Linked DNA regions of Capra hircus: region 2 is linked to region 1. Evidence: chromatin contacts called from public Hi-C data. All regions are on one chromosome and are shown on one strand. Each heading gives the region's core, a stretch centred on a gene start, on an enhancer-like site or on the middle of the called end of the contact. The rest is flanking DNA. Distances are from core to core; before and after follow the strand shown. Region 1 overlaps RNF144B (E3 ubiquitin-protein ligase RNF144B). Region 2 has its middle 180 kb from the start of RNF144B.

Region 1 (4,477 bases), core at 1,734-4,233:
GTGTCTAGTTTGGGGCAGGTTCTATGATTGGTGACGTGAATGTACAAGTGTTTCCTTCAAGCTTTTCCCCCGCAAACTTTAAACTTCTTATTTTGTATTGGAGGAGAGCCGATTCACATTGTTGAGGCGGTTTCAGGTGCACACTGGAGGGACCTTGCCATACATATACACATATCCTTTCTCCCCCAAACTCCCCGCCTATCCAGGCCGGCATATAGCATTGAGTAGAGTTCCATGTGCTATACAGTAGACCCTTGTTGGTTATCCATGTTGAATACAGCAGTGTGTATTCCACCTCCCCAAATTCCCTAATTATTTCTTCCCTGCAGCACCCATAAGTTTATTTTGTAAATCTGTGAGTATCTTTCTGTTTTATAAGTACGTTCCTTTGTATCATTTCTTTTTAGATTCCACGTATAAAGGATGTCATACAATATTTCTGCTTTTCTGACTTACTTCACTCAGTATCCCATTCTCTAGGTCCATCCGCGGGGCTCTGAATGACATTATTTCATTCTTTTTAACGGCTGACTAATACTCCATTGTATATATGTACCATATCTTCTGTATCCAATCCTCTGTTCCTTTGAGCTTTTTAAGGACCAGTTGGTGAAACCAACATAGATATAAACCACGATGAAATCATAAATGCTAAGAGAGCCATGGGAGCCCCAGGGGTTCAGGTTATGAGGGGATGACCTTACTAATATGCTGATGCCCAGCGTCTTTCAAGGGAGGACACGAGTTGCAGGTGGACAGCAGGCTTTCCCAGGTGTGGATGGAGGGAACGTCGACCCTGGTTCTGTCTGCTCTGGGGTCCAGGGGCAGATATACCTTGGGGAAAGCAGAAGTGCCTTCAAGAGATGGAGCTCTCAGTTCTTTCAACACATCCTAAAGTCTTTGATGGACACGTTGGCTTGAGTTCAGGATAGTATTTCCTAAACCCATTTTTGCTGTTCCTTAGAGAACCTTTGTGTGCTTAAGGAGTACAAACCTTTCCTCAGTCATTTATCCAAAAATTTATTTTACTGCTTGTCCTTAAAAATAACACTGGGGGGAAGAGACGAATCCAATGGATATCAATATTTCCACTGTCCTTTTTAACAAGATCATTTTTTAGCTTATCAGTCAAGTCTCTCTTAGTTGCAGGTGACTGAGATTCCATTCAAATTAGCAGATGCAAAAAAGGGAATTTGTGGGCTCACATAATTGGAAAGTCTTAGGGGGTGGACAGAGATTTGAACATGGCCATGAACTCTCTCCATGTCCCTCAGCTGTACCCACTTCTGCTTAGTTTTGGATCCTCAGTTCAGTTTAGTTCAGTCGCTTAGTCATGTCTGACTCTTTGTGACCCCATGGACTGCAGCCCGCCAGGCCTCCCTGACCATCACCAACTCTCGGAGCTTGTTCAAACTCATGTCCATCGAGCCGGTGATGCCATCCAACCATCTCATCCTTTGTCATCCCCTTCTCCTCCTGCCTTCAGTCTTTCCCAGCATCAAGGTCTTTTCCAATGAGTCCGTTAAAAGAAAATTATATCTTTCTCAAGGATTGTAGCAAGGTGCAGAACTCTGTTTGGATTAGCATGTGCCAGATGGCTGGCTGGTGTTTTGGCCACTATAGTAAAAAGCGATGAAAAAACTGTCAAGAAAATTATAAAATGCAAATTCATTCCTCTACTTTTGTGGGGCAAAAGTGTCGAACACTGGGAATTAAAAAATGTCCCAGGTCAGCATTGAGCAAGGAATTGATGATGATGACCTGACTCAGATAAAATAAGAACAGCAACTTACCTTGATGCTTGGCTTTTTCCTTGCCATTTCCAGTGGCCTGGGAGGGGTGTGATTTATCACTGGTCACCCCACCTGTCCCCCAGTTCCTTGTCTCCAAAACACAGGGACTAGGAGACTAACTTGATTTCATAGTGGAAGAGTTGGGGGTGAGTGTTGAGGTAGGGAGAACGCGTGTTACTTATTCACACTTGAATGTGAATTCATGTCACCTTCTGGTTCTCTAGTACCCTCAACAGAATTAAGCAGATAGGACTTACGCAGTTGGAGTCCAGGGTGGGGTAAGTTCTGGAGTACAGGTACAGCAGCCTTATTCAGACACCTGCAAGGCCCCAGGCATGTGGGGAGAAAGAAGGAGAGAAGAGGGAGCTGGGGTTATGAGGAGGCAGTGGGACGAGCCAGCCCGTGCTCTCAGTGGTCTTCACCAGCACCAGTCAGGACACCTCCTTTTGCTCACTGTCATTTAAAGCATCTCAGGTGGCTAGCCCACCTGGAGTCTTACAATGGTGTGGGGAGAACTGGATTAAAAAAATAATAATAATTTGTATTTATTTCTGGCTGTGTTGAGTCTTCGTTGCTGCGTGAGCTTTTATCTAGTTGCAATGAGTAGGGGACACTCTTGTGCTGTGCGGGCTTCTCATGGCAGCGGCTTCTCTTGTTGCAGAGCTCTAGAACGTTCGGGCTTCGGTAGTTGTGGCAAGTGTGCTCAGTAGTTGCGGCTCCTGGGCTCTAGAGCCACAGGATCAATAGTTGTGGCACACAGGCTCCGTTGCTCTGTGGCCTGTGGGAGCCTTCCGGACCAGGGATCGAACCCATGTCTCCTGCATTGTTGGCAGGTTCTTAACCACGGAACCACCAGGGAAGCCGTAGGAGAGCTGGGTTTTGCAGCCTCCTTCCTTCCTTCTTTGCAGATTCTCTGGGGATAGAGACGTGGAAGAAGTTTCCGAGGCTGCCTCTGGGTCAAGCAGCGCAAAACAGAAGCTCTTTGTGGACGTGGTCTCTGTTCTGCTCAGCCGTCCTCACACGTTCACTTGGAGCTCTGAGCTTCCCTGGCAGTGTCTCTGAAGGACCTTCCGTGTCGGTTTCCATACTCACAGCCCCTGTCGAAGCAGGCGGGGCTCTTTCCACCTCACTGCTCTGCTCTCTTAGCTGTTTCACACTGGACTGGTGGTGAAGAGGCAGTCAGCCTTGGCTGTAGTTTGCGAGGGGTGGGGACAGGAAGGAGGTTTCTGGGTCTGTGTTGCTGACCTAATTCCACATTATGTTTTCATAGAATGAGTTGATTATTTTTATATCACTTACTGGTAAGTGAATGACCTGCACTCCTTTCAATTTTTCCATGTCCCAACTTCCAGTTCCTGACCACATTTTATACGCACTTGAAAATTCCCTTCTTAGGACCTTTTCTTGTAAGCACGTAGGAACAATATTGCCTGCTTATTGTTGGAACAGCAACTTTGCTGCCAGTATTATAAAACCCTCATCTTACATGTAATTTGTATGAGGAATAAGTTAATATTTATCGTCAAGGCTTTAAAGCAGCTGTGTTCATCATGCTGCATTTTAATATTTAATGGACCAATGGAATCTTTTCACTTTAATCACCTCCCTTGAAGTGATTAATATGCATCACTTAATCCGGCTTTCTTTTACCAACTCTGAAAACTGGTTCCTTGTTAAACGAGTTAGTTATTTGTTCCCTAAAGTTATATTCACTGTGTACTTTTTGTGTTTGACATAGCTTTTTATGTTTCAAGTTCAATGAAAAGAAAAGTCGTTTTAAGAGTATATGTTCTCTTTGTATTTTGAAACTGGGATGCTCCTGTTAATTTGATGTTAGGCTGAGCATCAGAGAGACTTTCCAAGTTCAAGTTCAAACTCACAAGCATCATGGCTTTTTTCTAAAACTTGCTCACTTATGCCCCATTTCTGCTGGTATGACATAATAAAAAAGCTCACTTTTTGAGTGTAAATTTGATTTTTGTTTCCCTTCCCTGCTTTTCAGTAAACTTTGCGATTCTTTTCAGTCCTAAACTTTAAGTGAGAATAATAATTCCATGAAGTGTGGCTTTTAAAAATGTTTAATAGACAAGACATTATTATTTAAAAGTTGATTGTAAAAATTAAAACCATTAAAAAATGATTATTATGGCAGCATTAATTTCCTCCTGTTACATGTATTGTTAGTGTGATTGATTTACCTTTGTGAGACCTACATTAAAAATAAATAAGTGCATTTAGTAAAACTTTGAAAAAATTCCCCATCACCCACAGGAAGAATCCATTTGTTTTACAAGAAGTGATAAGTGTATTTTGTAAGAAATAGAATTTTAAGTTTATTTAATATCAGGTATGTTTTTGTGTACTAAATATGCAATATAGTATTTGTGTTTCCTGTTGCAAAAGTAAAAAAAATAGTAGTGGAGAAAGCAGAAAAAAAGCTTTTGAGTGTCTGCCCTTTGTTCTGAATGTATATTCCTTTATTGTAGATGTATTAACTGAGTAGATTACTCTAATTACATAGTTCATGTTTGTAGCAGCCTTGACTAATTCAGTTTAAAATCAGATTAAAACAAAACTTTCTTCTTCTTGTGTGTCCAAACCCATAATTTAGACTGTTCTGAACTTTTAAAAGACTGCTTAGCCAGTTTTTTTCCTCCAACCACAATTTGAGATAATTTCCTTAA
Region 2 (4,500 bases), core at 836-3,335, 140 kb after region 1:
CTCCCCAGGCCTTGGACTCTCCCCAGCGGGGACGGAGTGCCAGCACTTACAAAGGCTTCGCTGTGCGGTGATCCAACGGGCTGGCCCAGGACCCAGCATGGCAGCTCTGTTGGGGGCCAAAGAGGAAGCCCAAGTAGGAATGGCCTAATGGGAGGAAAGGGTGTTGGCAGGCATATGGTAAAATCATAGTAGGGTGTGTCGGTGAAAACCCAAAGAGTATGTGGCGGTGAAAGGAGGATGTCTTTTACGACAGCGTGGGGTGCCCTTTTACGTGAGCTGCCCTCAGCGAGGGCTAAGAACTCTGGAACCAAGAACTTGGTTTTACTGCCCCAATCTGTTGCTTTCTAGAAGTCTTCTTTCTTCCCCCATCTCATGGTCTTTCAAGGTATCTAAGGTCCAAAGTTGAGTCTGGATATGGAAATGGTACTCTGGGTTCTGTTGGGCTCAGGGTGGGATTTGTCCTGATGTGTGTTAAGGGGATTGGGAGCAGAGATAGTACTTCTGCCTTTGGTCTCCTTCCCCCAGCCCCCAGTGATAGTGAGGCCACCAGTACTGGCTGTAGATATGATTTGCCTTTGGTTCCCACGGGAAGAATGAGGGCCTGGAGGTGTAGGTGTGGGGCCTTAGGGCATTTCCATGGCACTGTCATTCTGGTCTTCAGGTTCTTCTTCCATAGTTTTCAGAACAATTCTTGGGTTGCTGGGAGCCAGGAGTTTGCTTTTGGTTCTGAATCCTGCTACCAGTTAGTCCTGTTGTTAGGGGAAGCACACTGACTGGAACCGCCCACCGTGGCCAGGCACCATAGTAACCATTTGCATGAGCTGTTTTATGACAGGAGATTCTGGTAAGGAACAGGGAACTAATGAGCCTCCGGAAGAGTTCGGGAAATGTCAAAAGGAGACACCACAGGTCTGACCACCTCCCAGAATCCTTCTCTCTGGCATCCATCTTGGCTGAACGAGGTGTGTACCACCAGGAAGGACTCTGAATCAGAATGACTGGCTAAAGACAACCCGGAAACTAATCCCATCACCGTAAAACCCAGAGACTGCAAGCCGTGTGACAGCTGTTTTGGGTTCCCTTCCCCTACTACTCTCCACCTGGGTGCCCTTTCCCAATAAAATCTCTTGCTTTGTCAGCAGATGTGTTTCCTCAGACAATTCATTTCCGAATGTTAGACAAGAGCCCAGTTTCGGACCCTGGAAGGGGTTCCCTTTCCTGCAATACTGTGTCCTCAGGTATTTCACTGTATCTCATTTTTCTCCCTTTGACTGTCAGATGGGAACGCTTTTAAATTATAAATTAGTGTAGAAAGTTGTAGTTCTAGTACTTACCTGGTGATTAGCTTGACTTCTGTTGAGCATGTGTATTTAGGGAGGGAGGAAGATGTCAACATTTAGCTTAGTGTCTGAAAGAAAGCTCCTCTAAAGTTAAAAGTGTGATTGCTAAGGGGTATAAAGGAAAGGAAAGCAGAGAGTATAATCTGTTGCATAGACCAGAGAGAAAAAGTTGGAGGGTGGAGGGCAGAAGGAGAAAAAGCTGGCTGGGTCTTCTGTTAAAAGCTATGAGAGATGACTTTGCTGGTATGAAGAGATGGTAACAAAATCTCTCCACAATGCCTCACATTCAACCATTAGAGATTTATTCCTTTGGATGAAACACTGTCATTATAAAATAAAGATGTGTCTGGAATGGGTAACATGTTAAGCTATTTACTCCTTTTTTTTTCTGTTCATTTTCCAAACTGACAGGGACAAACTGTGTAAAAGTGATGGTATAAGATTATCTGTGAAAGAGAAGTTAAATCAGGGTATGGAGGAGGAGGAAGACTTTAGAGACTTCACTTGCTTCACCGTTTTGTTTTAGGACTGAGGTTCACTTGGAGTTTGCTGAGACGATAGGGAATGAGTGTGCGGAGGCTTCTGCCTGAGACTGCAATTGAGTTCAGGGGTGATGCTTTAACCAGAGAGTGAGGAGAACAAATCTCTGGTGTCTAGAAACTGAATAACACTTCTGTTCCCTCACTGTGTGCTGTTGAGTGTGTTGGCCAAGCTCAATGGAAACACTGCATTCCCGGGCAGAGCTCCTCATGCCTTCTGCCGAGCAACTGCTTCTCCCTCCACAGCCTGCTTTGCCTCAGGACCAGCTCTGATCTTAGGGGGAAATGCGTGCAAGTGGCAATTAACAGATAACCCGGCACAGTCCACAGAAGCCTGTCGAATCCATTATGGAGGCTGGTTCTCACCCATTCCTCTCCGGGAGCTAGATGAGATTCTGGACGTAATTAGGACTTGAAGAAGTGAGAACTCTTGAGAGTTGCTGGGAAAATCGTGAAGATGCCTTGAAGCCACATGGCTGGCCCCTCGCAGCTAAATCAGAGTGTTGAGGTGCTTCTTTGGTTAGAATATCAGTGAATTTTTGTTTCTTTAGCTCCTCTCTGAGGAAGACGATACCTAGGAGGGCAGATTTGAGGCACTGTCTGTGAAACGCCCAGACGCTTTGATGAGAAAGGAGACACCGGAAGCCGAGGATGCTTGTACGGTTTTCTGGTGCCACCTAGCGTCTCCCTGGAGGAATGGCAGAGGCGTGACTCGGTCATGAAAGGACCCTGGCGGCCGCAAAGAGAGTCTTTGAGGTGCCAGAGTTGAGTTTCTCTTAAACTGGGCTCTGGGGGTCATTGTGTTTATTTCCACAGGTTTGAGAGAATTGTTTTATTTAAAACCTGCCTTCTTCCAGAGGTACTTCTTTGGGATTGGGAGGAAAGATCCGATGAACAAATTCATGGCACATTATAGTATTCATTTTACCCAGGGATCGTTGCATATCAAAAGGGCTACAGAGAAAGGACAATAATTTACCTCAAGAAAGAGACCCTTTTAATAGATGCTGTATCCCTTTAGGGTAAGGACCAAGTTGGTTATGTCTATACCACCAGCCTAGCAAACACTGGCCACGTAGTAGATACCAGTGAGTATATGATAGCACCACAGTAGCGTCTGCATGCCCCTGGTGGCGCAGACGGTAAAGCGTCTGTCTATCAGTGCGGGAGACCTGGGTTCGATTCCTGGGTCGGTAAGATTCCCTGGAGAAAGAAATGGCAACCCACTCCAGTACTCCAGTACTCTTGCCTAGAAAATCCTATGGACGGAGAAGCCTGGCGCAGGCTACTCTCCATGGGGTCGCAAAGAGTTGGACACGACTGAGCGATTTCACTTCAGCGTCTGGATGAGCAAGATGTACACCCTGCTTGCTAGAGGTATTCGCAGATAATTAGTGAATTATGGGATTCTTCGCTTATTTGTACAGAGGCAAGTAGCCTGAGTGGGCTTGCCTGGTGGATCAGACCATAAAGAATCTGCCTGCAATGCAGGAGACTTGGGTTCGATCCCTCAGTTGGGAAGATTCCCCTGGAGAAGGAGAAGGAAATGGCTACCCCCTACAGTATTCTTGCCTGGAGAATTCCACAGACAGAGGAGCCTGGTGGGCTACAGTCCATGGGGTTGCAAAGAGTCGGACACGACTGAATGACTAACACACGCTTACTGGTATTTTAAGTGTTGGGGGGGGGGCTATAACTTTGAGGCAAATATCTACTTGGTTCTTTTCTAGAGATAGCGTTGAATTTCTATTTTAAAGGATAGTTCAGTTCAGTTCAGTCGCTCAGTTGTGTCCGACTCTTTGCGACCCCATGAAACGCAGCACGCCAGGCCTCCCTGTTCATCACCATCTCCCGGAGTTCACTCAGACTCACGTCCATCGAGTCCGTGATGCCATCCAGCCATCTCATCCTTGGTCGTCCCCTTCTCTGAAAAGGAAAGAACATTTAAGGCATAAAACAGAGAGAATGTAAGAAATTCATTTTTAAGCCCCATCCCTAAAACTGGAATTAGCATTAGAGTCAGGGGTGCTAGTTGAGGGATAGAGCAGGCTTGGGCCTTAATTTTAGAATGGTTTCCACTGAGACAGAGCTTTCTGAGATACAACTCTTGCCTCTTAAGGGTGAGCTTCAGAAAAGATACTTGGGAAAAAATATGTCTGACCCTTGAATACTGGTTTGAACCATGCAGGCCCACTTTCATGTGGAGTTTTTAATTGTAAACACTACAGGATCCCAGCCTGGTTGTATCTGCAGACACAGAACCTTGGTTCCAGAGGAACTGAATGTACAGACGGCTGGTTATACTAAGTTATACTCACGTTTGCTGCTGTGCACAGGGTTGGTGCCTCTGACTTTCTTGCATGTTCTGAGTCAACTGCAGTTTGCTCTTTAGACTCCCCCCCCCCCTTTAGACATTTTTATTCTAGCTCTTGGTGACCCTATGTATAAGTCATCACTAAATATCCGCAGCCCTAGATTTCACCTGGCTGCTTACTGTTGAGCCGTGGTGGGGTGTGCAGCTGTGTCTGTTGACGTTCATTCTAACATCCGCATGGGAAGGCACTGGCTTTGAGCTTTTCTGTCAGGAAGTGGGAGTCAATCGAAGGAGGCAGAGTGGTCTA

Evidence for each region. Hi-C and Micro-C count contacts between places; a contact is called where the count stands out from the background.
Region 2: a contact with region 1 is called in a Hi-C map of liver, with 5 times the contacts expected there. The contact joins two enhancer-like sites. A contact is called at or near these places in 4 of 5 Hi-C or Micro-C datasets (blood and liver).

What each region holds. Positions count from the first base shown.
Region 1 is chr23:11,058,073-11,062,549 of ARS1.2, forward strand. The region is part of intron 1 of RNF144B (E3 ubiquitin-protein ligase RNF144B); the gene reads left to right. Among named protein-coding and RNA genes, the nearest start is that of RNF144B, 38 kb to the left of the region's middle. Within about 2 kb of position 2,984, at least 1 of the 5 cell types and tissues checked has an H3K27ac peak or open chromatin away from gene starts, as enhancers often do.
Region 2 is chr23:11,197,131-11,201,630 of ARS1.2, forward strand. No RefSeq gene overlaps it. Among named protein-coding and RNA genes, the nearest start is that of RNF144B, 180 kb to the left of the region's middle. Within about 2 kb of position 2,086, at least 2 of the 5 cell types and tissues checked have an H3K27ac peak or open chromatin away from gene starts, as enhancers often do.